2 separate regions of the Gossypium hirsutum genome follow, and region 2 is linked to region 1. A link is a contact called in public Hi-C data. All regions are on one chromosome and are shown on one strand. Each heading gives the region's core, a stretch centred on a gene start, on an enhancer-like site or on the middle of the called end of the contact. The rest is flanking DNA. Distances are from core to core; before and after follow the strand shown. Region 1 holds the start of LOC107948359 (aquaporin PIP2-2). Region 2 holds the start of LOC107933797.

Evidence for each region. A called contact is a pair of places that touch in the nucleus more often than the background predicts.
Region 2: a contact with region 1 is called in a Hi-C map of leaf, with 1.9 times the contacts expected there. The contact joins the promoter of LOC107933797 here to the promoter of LOC107948359 in region 1. A contact is called at or near these places in 3 of 34 Hi-C or Micro-C datasets (leaf and petal).

Annotation. Positions count from the first base shown.
Region 1 is chrA04:68,182,612-68,186,168 of Gossypium_hirsutum_v2.1, reverse strand. It overlaps LOC107948359 (aquaporin PIP2-2), which reads right to left and starts at 1,578. Exons shown (of 4, transcript XM_016882867.2): 1 at 984-1,578; 2 at 616-911; 3 at 395-535; 4 at 1-298. The coding sequence starts at 1,284. The coding sequence ends at 179.
Region 2 is chrA04:68,671,137-68,674,693 of Gossypium_hirsutum_v2.1, reverse strand. LOC107933797 reads right to left here and starts at 1,798. Exons shown (of 2, transcript XM_016866080.2): 1 at 1,424-1,798; 2 at 509-1,294. The coding sequence starts at 1,795. The coding sequence ends at 779. LOC107933786 (polyubiquitin) reads right to left here. Exons shown (of 1, transcript XM_016866070.2): 1 at 3,494-3,557.

The sequences.
Region 1 (3,557 bases), core at 329-2,828:
TAAAGCAAAGTTTGAGGCACGTTAAAAATAAGTGCCAGATACATAGAGAAGAAGCATTACACTTTGATTATTCTTTACAAATTCAATGGTCTGAAGAAAACTTCATTTCATTCATCCATGCATGCCAGCCTTAATTTACTTTGAACTTATGGCTGCACAATTCTTGCTTCAACATATTTTACATGGCAGAGCTGCTCCTGAAGGATCCCAGAGCTTTAGCACCCGATGCCCTCAATACAAACTGGTGATAGATTGCGGCAATTGCAGCTCCAATGAAAGGTCCTACCCAGAATATCCACTGCATCCATTTCAAAGAAACAACAAAATTTTTATAAGGTGTCATAAGACAAGGGCCAAAAATAAAAAAAAGTTGTATAACTCAAAAGGTTCATACATGGTCATCCCATATCTTGTCCTGGTTGAAGATAACAGCAGCCCCCAAACTACGAGCTGGGTTGATACCGGTTCCGGTGATGGGAATAGTGGCTAAGTGAACCATGAACACAGCAAACCCAATGGGAAGTGGTGCCAAGACCTTAAACAACAATACACAACAATTCATAACTGATACAATACAATTTACGTTTGTGATTTGGTTAAAGTTAAGAGACATACAGGGATATGGGAGTCTCTTGCATTCCTCTTGGGATCAGTTGCAGAGAAAACAGTGTAGACAAGGACAAAGGTGCCGATGATTTCAGCCGCCAAACCAGTTCCAGTGCTGTATCCTTCAGCCAGGCTGTTGGCTCCTCCTCCATACTGGTTGTAGTATGAGTTTTGGAAGGCCTTGACCAGCCCACATCCACATATGGCTCCCAAACACTGAGCACCCATGTAAAATATGGCTCGAACTAACGACACCTTCCTAGCCAAGAAAAGTCCAAAGGTCACTGCTGGGTTGATGTGTCCCCCTGCAATATTGAGCTAAGTTGTCAGTCATTTGCTAAATCGTATCCCGCTATTAGCCCATTTTGCGTACTTACCAGAGATACCGGCAGTGCAGTAAACAAGGATAAAAATCATGCCACCAAAAGCCCAAGCAATGCCGAGAATGCCAACGCCTCCACAATCTTCACCGCCCTTAGCAAGGTCGGTCTGGGTCTTGTAACCGATCACAGTCAAGACAGTGATGTAGAGAAAGAGGAGAGTGGCAATGAACTCAGCTATGACAGCCCTGTAAAAAGACCACTTGGCTAACTCCTGAGCGTCTACCAATGGAGCGGGTGGAGGATCATGGTAGTCCTTGGCCTGGAACTCACCACCAACCTCAATGTCCTTAGCCATAGCTCTTACAAAACTGAATAGAAGCTTGGATTACAGCCTTTGTTTTTGAAGATAATCCTTGGAAGAAGGGTATATATGGGTGCGGTGGTCGAGTGGGTGTCAATTTAACGTAGTTGTTTTGCCGCCCCATTTCAGAAAACCAGACCCTACCAAGGGTGGCTCTTTGCTGCTGGACTACTTCGGGACAATATTCCTTAAAATTAATGATAAGCGCTTCATTAATTATGCATTTATTTATACACGGCAACTATTATTGTTCATGTTGGAATATACATTCTCTTTAACTAAAAACAAATATAGGTTAGTATTATAGCTATCTATAATATAATTTAAGTTTTTTTTGTGGAAATAAAAATTATTACTGTAATTCTTTTTACTTAATTAAAAAGGCCAAAAATCTAGTGTGGAAAAGAAGACAAAATAGATGATAAGTGGGTAATAATTCGCCACGTTTCATTAAGTAATGGAGAGATGGAAATGGTGTGTCGGGCGTGATCCAAAAAGGCGTACCGACTAAACACTTAAAATGCGGTAGGCACTACAACCGTCCATTTCAATGCCGGACCCACCAAGCACCGCCGTTGATCCTTTCAACCACTCTTGTCCAGCCACGTGGTATCAATCATAAAATATTGCTCTCTAATCACATCGCATGGACCAAACTCCTTGAAATAGAAAGAGATATAATAACACTTAAGGCTTTCCTTTACCAACGTGTCGATACAAAAGTTATGATGCCGTCTCCGCTTTGATGATTGGTCGGTTGTCCTCTACTGTTTTTCATCACTTGCACTCAGTTTACAGCACAATAAGGCCACAATATTTTCCTAATTGCATTGCCGATTTTTTTAATGAATATTTTTCTAAATTTGTTAATAATGATTTGAATGACTGCCAAGTAATTATTTTGGTAATTGGTGTAAATCTTTTATTAATTTTAATAATCTCATTTATTATCCAACTATAACAAAATTATATGGTTAAAAGTATATTTAGAAATTCATACAGAGGTTTTAATAGATATTATTCGAAATAATTTCACATCAATTAATAATATTATAGAAGTTGGGTTAATACAGAAATGATGCACTAAGAATTGGAAAATAGAATTTCAACATATTAACAAAATAACTGATTCTTTGGGTGAGACAGCAGTAATGAAGTTAAATAAATTAATTTTTCTCACATATAGACCGCAATATATTAGGACGAGATTGCTAGAGGGATGTCAATAATTCACTGCATAAAGAGACCTCTATCCCATAGATTCCTAGTTTTTAAGCGTGTTTTTTCTATTTACTATAAAAAGAAAAATAAACTCATTTTTCAATATATTTTTATGCAACTCTTTTTATTATTTATATCTGAGATAATACACATTACCACCTGAATTAAAACTCCTTCAGCATTGAAAAGTTTCCTACTTTAGTAGTCAATTCATAATCTCAAGCCTTACAAAGAAAGAGATGGGAGACCATCATTGTTATTGACTGTTAATTTTAATCAAACACCTTTTCACAAGGTGGACTTAAATTTTCCCCACCGTAAGAATGGTAGCAAAACATAGTTTTAAAAGGAACAAAATTTTAATGCAAGTATAAGGATCATCTTTTTTGTGTAGGCCAAATACATTTTTCCTTTGATGAACAATCCTGCGAAGTAACAATGAAATAAGAGAAAAAAAAAACCATTGAACTGTAACAAAACTGGAACATTCCATTAATTCCCCAAGATAACAATTTATAACAAAATGTGGGGAGGGGGGATTTCAGTCCTAAATATGGATGGGTGAGGAATGCTAGTCGTCATTGGAGTCCTCAGCTTCATCTTCGGTGATGGTCTCCAACACAGGAGAATTAGATGTTCTGTTCCTGAGGGGAGAAATGAGAAGAGCAGGTGCAACTTCAACCCATGAACTCAAATGCCTCATCTCCTTTCCCATTGCTGAATAACAGAAGCTTTTGCTTTCACACCTGTTCTGCAAAGACTATATATAGTAGAGCTACCTTGCTGGATGTAAACTGGAAGTGGGTTGATAGATGGGGATCGGGCAGTGGATGGGTTTTTATAAGAAGGGAATACCAAGAAAGACAATGGAAAATGGGGGGGAAGTTGCCTCCCCTTTAAGCTAAAGCCATGTGGAAAATATGGAAGATGAAGTAAAGCACTTGCCTAAAGCACGGGGCAACACTTATCAATTGCACATGCCAACTATACCTACCTTCCCATTGCTTGGATGGGATTTAACCTCCTGCTTCATTTATTTTTGTTCG
Region 2 (3,557 bases), core at 549-3,048, 490 kb before region 1:
GCCGCAAAAGGTCATGACCTTTAGCGGTGTTTGTGGGAAAGCGTTGCGAAAGGTCATGACCTTTAGCGACGTTTGTGGGAAAGCGGCGCTAAAGGTCATGACCTTTAGCGGTGTTTTTTTCACATAAACGTCACAAATTTTAGTGGCGTAATCTATATTGGCATTTTTTGCAGCGCTTATAAAAACGCCGCAAATTGTTTTAGCGGTGCTTATAAACCTAAAAAAATGCTGCTAAAAGTCTGTTAAATAAGATTTAAGAATGCCGGACAAATAATCATTATGAAAGAAAAAACCATTCCCCCCATGATTTGATATGTTAAACCTCACAGGAATACCATGGCCATATATGCATGGGCATGGACATTCTCAACATCAAATGCAGACAAAACTTGGGATAGAACAGTAGAAATGGAGCTAGCTCTTGGCGGATGTTAAAAGCCATGTTTCCTATTATTACTGTTTCTGATTCTTTCTCAACCCGGAACATGGTAGGACCATCATGATCATCTTCCTTTTTTGGTTTGCCTTATCTTTTCAGCAATTTGGATGACTCAATATAACAAAAGAAAAAGATCCTTTTTAAAGTTTTTTCCATTTATCCTAACCACTACTAGTAGTTAAAAATGGTGACAAAAAGAGCTTTTGGCTCATCTTTTATTTAGAGTACACTATCTTTTATGACTTTTTTATTACAAACTCCTCTTTTTACAGTTGCAGCTAGCTATAGACCTAGTTGTGTGGTAGATTTAGGTTCGAAGTTGGGATCTGCTCTCTTGTTTTATGAATCTTGTTGAACTACATATGCAACAGTTCTAGCCCAAAACTTGAGATGTTTCTTCATATCAGCAGCAGCAGAGACCCTTGGTACTCTTAGATTCAGCAAAGGAGAATCGGGTCTTTTAATCAGCCAAGCTTCTGATAAATATGGTCTTATAACACCTCTCTTCTCTTCTTGTTCAATATCATCGTCTTTAGATAGTTGGTCAGCATCAACATTGACTTCATTATGGATCCGTTTAGTTCTGGAAAATCCAAGTCTGAGCAAGCCGGGGATAACACTAATCATCCTGGCGTTCAAGTGCTCTTTTGTGAATACAAATCCAAGATCCATGAACCCTTTTACTTCTTCCAGTTCCAAGTCTTTCAAGCTCCTACAACTCGTGGATTTTTGCAGTTTGCATTGATGGTTAATCCTCTGATGTTTATGAGTCGATTGTGATGGAGAATGTGAACGACTAAGATTCCCTCTTCTTGATCTTTTCTTCAATTGTTTTTCCTCTTTTTTAGGATCATCCTAAGAATTTGATCACCATGAAAAACAACAGCAAAAATGAAACAAAAAATAAGAAACATATTTCAAGAGTGTTGAACTTGATGAGCATAGTTCTTTTTCATTCATTTTATTATTATTATTACTGTTTACCAGCGCTGGTATTTCTTGGTCTGCAACAGATGATAAAGAGAGGCTTGAAGATGATGAGCTTGTAGTGGTAGATTCTGAGAGGGGCTGCTTTGGTTCAAGGGGGAAATATGGTGAAAAGGGGTCTGGGAAAAGAATAATCTGTTGAAACCAGAGACGATCCATGGCTCCTACGAGACATAAAGAGAGGTTATTAGCCATTGAGAAAAAAGGGGGAGGGGGGAATACATGGAGGGAGAGAGGGTTATTTATCAGCATCAGTGTGGGGGTTGTATGGTGTTGAAAGAATAAGGAAAAGCATTGGAATATAGAAGTGGTGGAACCTTTGGGCAGTGGAAGATGTGGTGATGGCCATGGATTCATCCAACTCCACATCTTTTCGTAAGAGACCCATATACATGATATGGATACTATTTGTTGCAGTCATGTTGATTCTGTATGTCATAATAGTGGACCACCAAGGGGGACTCTAAACCAACCCAGGACAAGCAGGTGGTATCAACTCTCGTAATCGCCCATTGTCAAATATAATCTGCTTTCTAATTGAAGCTCCAATCAGGACAAATCATGGATAGTGAACCGAAATAATCCAGCAACTCATAACTCATGACTCACAAACGTCTCTTTAAACATTGCAATTAATATCCGCTTTATGTTAGCTTGAAGATTATATCTTCTGTACACACACAAATAATTAACGCAAATTATTTGAATATTAATTTAATATGTAATTTTATACATAAATTTTAATTTTGTATAATTTTATAAATGAAATTTTGATTTGGTTCAATTCTTATAAATTATTAATAATTATATTGATATAACATTATTTTATGTTTATATATTACATGCACAAATAATTATATTAATTCAATATAAAAATAAATTTATGAGTTTATTTTTTTAAATATGTTTTACTTAAATCAAAATTAAAATTTTGCGTATATATTTAAATTATAATTAAAATATCATATATAATTTTGGAATCTTTCTTTAATATTTTGATGTCATGAGCAAAAATCAATTAGGGCATTTGGTCTAGTAGTATGATTCTCGATTAGGGTGCGAGAGGTCCCGAGTTCAATTCTCGGAATGACCCTTTTTCTTTACGTTTTCCCAAGATTTTGGAATTTATGGCGGTTTAGATTAAGCAATTTCTACTGTAACTTGGAAGTTAGCCCAAAATGATCGTGAGCTTTAGACCTATGGCTTTTCATGGACTCATTAACTTTCCAAACTACTCTAAAAGTTAGTAGCTTTTTCTTTTTGCTTTCCATTTAATTTTCCTTGAAAATATAAAATGATAACTATTTATCAATATTTTTCATGATACCCATAAGTCAAGAAATTGGATTTTAAATCAATATGTTGGATAGGACTTACGATTTGAAATTGAGAAGAAGGGTTAATGGGTAGTCTCAGAAAAGAAAAACATGTATGTTCTTTGTGTCTAGAGTAGGAGTAGGCATTTCCAATGAAACAAAGTTGATATGGGTAGAAATATTAGCCTAAAATAGACACCACAAAAGTACTTTAGTCTTTCCATATTGAAACTTAATCAGCTGCATTGGCAACACAATAGAACTTCTCATTTCTCCAACTCCATCTGTACACATTATAAAAATTGTGTTTTGATTTTTCAGAGAACCTGCCTCTGTCTTTGTTGCAGAGCTTATGTACAGATATATGAAAATTTCATAACACACGTCTTGTTTTCCACAAAATAAAATCCAAGTCCTGAGTGTTCGAAGAACAAGAATAGTACTTGTTTTCAAGACCGAAGTTGATAAAACAAGTAGCAAATATGCTTAAGAGCTGCTTAAATATGAGATGATAAGTTCTACCTTTGTTTCTAAATCTTCATTGCTTTGATCCCTTTTTATGTCTTGCTTTGCAAGACATAAAAAACTATCAAGTAACATTTCATCTAATGCTGGCAGCCCAATCATGTGGTTCTTTGCTGTGTCAACACTGATTTTTTTTCTAATTTACAATACATTAAGCATCACAAATTACCCATTTCAACAGTGATCATTGCATTGAAAAGATTTGATTCAGCAATTAATTAGCAGATACGAAATCACCAAACTTTTATTCCAAACAGAAGGTTTACTTAGCTTAACATGTTACATTAAGA